2 separate regions of the Anser cygnoides genome follow, and region 2 is linked to region 1. A link is a contact called in public Hi-C data. All regions are on one chromosome and are shown on one strand. Each heading gives the region's core, a stretch centred on a gene start, on an enhancer-like site or on the middle of the called end of the contact. The rest is flanking DNA. Distances are from core to core; before and after follow the strand shown.

Region 1 (2,769 bases), core at 148-2,647:
TTCTGCTTCACACTTGAAGGATCATTTACTGTCTTTGTCACTGTCTCAGATAAGAATTTCCCAGTATATAAGGGGAAGAGTTTATATTAGAGTAAACACTACAGGAAAAGTATGCCATAGTGAAATGTTGTTTGAGGCAAAGGTAAAAATCGATTCACTTTGACAGCTGTCTCTGCCTTAAGATTGTTATGTTTGCAGCTAAGTGTGGTATCTCAAATGGGAACTGTTACCTACCACTATAGCCAGACCTCATAACACACATACCAGTGCCTCAGTTAAAGGCAACATAACAGCATGAATTATTTTCTTCAGATAAATTCAGTCTCTTTTTGTCCCAAACATTCCAGTGCAAAGGACATAATTAAATCTGAAAAAATTTGTTTCATATAGACACATACTTAAAATCTTTGGAAAGTTGTAGTTTGATGTCATCCATTTGACTCTACTGCGTGTTGATAGATGCAGTTCTTTAGGAGTTTATCTCAAATGTCGTCTTGGCCTGTTTAATTCTTGCAAGGAGACTGCAGGATCATATACTCAACAGTTACCTTTGTTGGCAGTCTCTGAATGAGCACTGATGCTCAGCTACCTTAGGTAGTAAGAAGAGCGGTCTTGTGAGATCTAATTTGAGGTGTGGAGAATTGCTGCTTGTTCTTTTCTTGGTCTATATTTAAAGAAAAAACTTCACTGTCCAGACCAGTGAATTTGGCTGCCTTCATAAACACTATTTTTGAAGATAATTTATCGTTACAGATGGGATTGGGAAGACAATGTCTTTGCTCTGCATCCTCACTAAAGCAAAGAGTTGTTACTACCTGGCAAAGTATTGTTAGTAGAGGTGTGTTAGTTATTTACCAGCCGTGTTTCTGTGCACACCTCTAGGCTTCAGAGCAAGTAATTGCTCTCAGATTGGGCTAGCACATCACCATTCCTCTTTTTCCTGAGAGTGTGTACCTTAGCATGGAGCTGGTGCTGGTTCCTCAGAAGGATTGTTGATCAGAAGTCATTGTTACTGTCCTACTTTTAAGCAATTGTTGCACGTTTTGTTTAACTTCTTTTTTTTGAAATTTGTCTACTTTATAAAAAAACTGTATTGGTGACTGTCATGTGACTGTTTGGGTTGTAATCTCTTGTAAAATCTTTCAGCTTCTGAATAGGAGATGGTTAAATATATACGCATATATGAAATGTGTATTTATTATATCCCTTTGAATCATTTGGGTGCTTTGATATAACGCTGCCACAAATTATACACCCAATTTGGGCTACCTTTCTTGTCTTAGCATATGTCTGACTCTGGGAGACCCGTGGAAAAAGGGTGAAAAAGTTTGAGGGTACTTTTGTAACTGTTGCTCAAAACCTCATTTCCTTCATTTTGAAAGTAGTGGGAGTAGTGGCTGTGGTTAATGCTATCAGACAGCGAGAGCTGCTGGCAATTATTGACTAGGCTCAGCCCCTCACACTCCTGAGATATCAGTCTGCTAAAATTGCAAATAACTCCAAATTACTATAAATCTGCAGTATTATTACCGTTTTCTTTCAGTTTTTCAGTTAGGTGATATCTTTATCTCCTAGAGATGACGAATGTAGATTTATTTCAACATATCCACTAACTGACTGTCTAAATTTGGGTGCTTATATATTTTGTTTTGACTGGGTTTTTTTGTTTTGTGGTTTGGTAGGAGTCATGTGAAAAAGCCCACAAGGCTCTCCTTACCCTAACTGACAAGTAGGGTACCTTGCAGAAAGGAGAAGTAAACAGTGCTGTGACGCAGGTTGTTGTAAAGAAATGTTTTCTAAGTTGTTTGCAGGAATTCGTTAGGTTCTGTATACGCTTGTAGGTTGCTAACTGCCAGTTCTAAAATGCTGCAAGCACAAAATCAGATACGGGTTCAGTGCTGACGTGTTGGAGTGTTTTGAGCATTTGTTAAGGGATTTTTTTTTCACACTAAAACCCAAGAGTGTTCAAAGAACGTTTAGTGTAGATATTTGTTAACCAGATAAGTCGCTTACCTGTGTCGTGCATAAACAAGTACAAGCTGATCAGTTCAGGTTTTCAGCTAAATGTACTTCTGAAGTAAATTTTGAAAAAGACAGAAAAACTGCAGTTCATGTGATCAGGTGCTACGTGGACTGTTAAATGCTGCTGGGAGTTCAGACCTTCTTTTGAGGATGTTTTTGTGCCTGTGTCATATGTGGTTAGCATGTGACTGGTTTTACGTGACAAACATGTATTCTGTAGTCTTCAGTAGGCACAAACATTTTGACCTTATGTAAGTAAGGGCTTTGCTCTTATCATGCATGGTATATTGCTGCAACTGTTCTAGTTCAGTGTGCTGAAAGCTTTTTAATAGGTTTAGTGTTTTTATTCAATTTTTTACTATAAAACCTTTATTTGCAGAAGCATAACTTATAAATCAGTGATTGCTTAAATGTTGAATTGACCATAGTGCCTCCTTTATAACTGAATATGCTGTAAACTGAAATGAGGAGTTTCTGTTGTTTCCATTCCTATTTCTTCTTGTGTAATAAATAATAATTAAAGTGCACTTTTCTCTGTTTAGGCAAATACAACAACCTAGCGTTCCTAAGAGAATAAATGTAGCTTATACTGTCCTGATACCTGTCCAGAAAAAGTAAGGGTTGGGAAAATTAACTAACTTAGGATTCTTTATTTTATCTTCTCTTTATAGACCTCCACTAGTCAGGCAGTCTTCTGCCTTCAGTCTGGTATTTGTCAGCTTTTCAGAGAAACTCTCATTCGCAAAG
Region 2 (2,888 bases), core at 7-2,506, 130 kb before region 1:
TATAACCAACAAAAAGTTAGCAAATAACTTGAATCCACCTAGCTGATATTAAATTGAACACAATGCTCCTAATGAAGACACATCCTCTATTGCTTGGAGTCTACAATTCCAGCTCAGACATCAGTATTGCGGAGGAGCAACAGTGGCAATAGAGCCTGAAAGGCTGAATGCAAAATCATTTTACACATAGAAAATTCAAATGATTTCTGGTTAAAAATTTGGTAAATTTATTTACACCACATATTTCTGACTTGCTTTGTCTTCAGGATCTGCAATATTTAGGCCTTTCAAATCATCTAAGGATGAAATCCCCAACTCCTCTAAGCCTTTAAATTGACAATTTTACACAGACAGATTTTGCCTTCTTTCTGTGGCATTATTCCTTATTATACATAACCATAGCATTCAAGATTTCCTTAATAAGCTTGGGCTTTTCCTATATGAATGTTCAAACTTTGGACATTTAACATAAAGCAGTAACAGTCCCTGGTACACCATGGAGGGAGAGGCTGCCATCAGAAAGCAGCACAGTTCTTTCCCTTTGGCCCTGATGTACGTAAGGCTGTGAAGATGACCTGTCAGGTACACCACAGACTATGAATCCTTACACCAGAAAACTACCTTTTTTAATCGATAAGGAATTCAAGGCATGGTTGCTTCATCACTATCCTCAGCAAACTTATTTCCTTAGTAAGCATACTTCTTACCATCTTGCATTGTCACTCAGTTATCACACCACATGAAACTGATGTAAAGATATTTAGCCATTCAACTAAGAGAAGAAAATGAAGCACCTATGCCAACACCTAGCAGGGGAGTGTGAAATGCCTGAAGTTCCTTCTCACCCCTCCATATCCCAGTACGTCTGGAATCCACCTGTGGGAAGACCAACAGGAGCATCAGGCTCCAGGAGGATCTCAGGGAAAAAGTCAGCCTACTTTGCACCGTCCCACTCCACAGGCAAGGAAGGAAACCATAGCAGGAAAGGTTTCTCTTCTCTGCTGCTCAGGTTTCACATGCGTATCACAACCTGTCCGTCTTGGACTTAGCGCTGGAGATGAAAACAAACTTACTCCTGGGAGAAGGGCCAAGGGCTGGCCTCATTAGGCATGGCTGCAGTGGGATTTCGGTTAGATTTTAAGCTCAGACCTTTGTTTCCCTTTATTTTAATTATCCTCACGGCTTTCTCCCCTCCCCTCAGAGTCTCTCCTTCTTGCAGGTGGTGGCACTGCTGCACCATTTGTGGCACTCAGCACAGATTCCTTCGCCAGGTTTCAGAGTGTATCTTAACAAGTAATTAGAACAGTTTTCACCAGCTCATGCTGTCGGCTTTCGAGCTCCTGCATGATCCAAATGGCTCTCAGGGGATGTTACATTATGGTTGGTTTGTTATTGTTTGTTCCAGGCCAGTGCCACTAGACAAAAGCGTTATAAAACTGGTGAGTAGTATTAATCACAATTTCTTAGGTGTCTGTGTCTGCAATATGCCTGTTCTCACTTTCCTGGTTTTTTGCTTAGTTTCCATTTTGTCCTGAAAGAACAATAAGGATGTGATGCACAGGGTATTTTGCCATATAAAACCTCGGCAACGGGCTGACATATTTGTAGGGTTAAACAAAAAAAAAAAAGACTGAGAGCAAAACAAGCATTGCATTTCAACATCTACATCTCTTTGTTAGGAATGACGGGATTAGTACCCGAGAGCTCCCCTGCAAACAGCCCGACTCCAACCAGCTCCAAGTATTTCAAGTCCCTAAATTCAGCTGAAGCTTAACCACTTACCCATTGTGTGTCTCCACATCTAACTTGACTTCAGCATACAATGCAGAACGTCCCCTGCTGTGCATCCCAAAGCAAGCCCCTTTGAAGACACACTGTTTATTTCAATTCGATTAATCCTTATTTAAGAACCTCAAATAGTTCTGAAATTCGCTGAGCTGCATCCCTGTCCCCGTGTTAAGAGACAGGTATTCAGTCATACACGGGGAGGAAAATAAACAGAGTAAACACAACTAATTTATTCCATTTCCGATCTTATTGATTTCAGGTCCAGAGGGCTTTTAAATCTGTTAAGTGAGGCAATAATAAGAGTATCGCACGCAAGAAATAGGACTTTAGCTCATCTTCCTCCTGGGGCTCTTCAGTGCAATGAAGAGGCTTATGCAGTATTGGTACAAAAAAAGAAGCCCTGCAACTGAAAAACCACCAACACAACCAAAGGCCCTCTAAAATATGAAAAAGAAAGAAGAAACACCTTTCTCGGGAAGGCTAAAAGCAACTCGACGGTTGTTAAATATACAAAGAGGGCTATGAGCCTGGCAGACTTCTGACTGATCTACAACAGGTCTGCATTTACATAGTGCTTTACATCTTCAAAGTGCTGTGTAAACATTAACTAATTGATCAAGCCAGAAAAACAACTGCTTCCAGTGTAATATCAAGTACGTATTCACAAGAGAACAAATTATTAACTAAAGGAAGCAATTAATTTAAAAATCTATTATCATAAATTATACTGAGCATTTCCCTCCTCTTTAAAATTATTCCCTCTGCAATCTGATTAATGTGTGGATTAATTTGCTCGTAATTTCTGGAAACTTACTAAGTGCAAACTTAATAGAAGGCTGATAGAAATGTCAGAGGTAATTGATGCTTTAATGGGCATGAAATCTGGAAAAGGAGCCGATCGAATAGCTTCACAATGGCCTTTGTTGAAGGCCAGGGGAAAGGCTCACCATATTGGGCTCACTTCTTTAGACGAGTTTAGTGAATTGTGTAACGGGAACATTTTCTGCTTCCTAAACCTGGAGGGACAAAAGATCTATCAAACGAATATAGCACTCCTCTCATTAACTCCAGACATTGCCATCATTTAAAAATGTTGATTA

What was found. A called contact is a pair of places that touch in the nucleus more often than the background predicts.
Region 2: a contact with region 1 is called in a Hi-C map of granulosa cells, with 2.9 times the contacts expected there. The contact joins two enhancer-like sites. A contact is called at or near these places in 3 of 7 Hi-C or Micro-C datasets (granulosa cells and liver).

Annotation. Positions count from the first base shown.
Region 1 is chr6:35,411,364-35,414,132 of Taihu_goose_T2T_genome, reverse strand. It overlaps DARS1 (aspartyl-tRNA synthetase 1), which reads left to right. Exons shown (of 16, transcript XM_048062739.2): 8 at 2,694-2,769. Among named protein-coding and RNA genes, the nearest start is that of MCM6, 18 kb to the right of the region's middle. Within about 2 kb of position 1,397, at least 1 of the 3 cell types and tissues checked has open chromatin away from gene starts, as enhancers often do.
Region 2 is chr6:35,537,274-35,540,161 of Taihu_goose_T2T_genome, reverse strand. The region is part of intron 3 of THSD7B (thrombospondin type 1 domain containing 7B); the gene reads right to left. The region is part of intron 1 of LOC136791130 (a long non-coding RNA gene); the gene reads right to left. Among named protein-coding and RNA genes, the nearest start is that of CXCR4, 53 kb to the right of the region's middle. Within about 2 kb of position 1,256, at least 1 of the 3 cell types and tissues checked has open chromatin away from gene starts, as enhancers often do.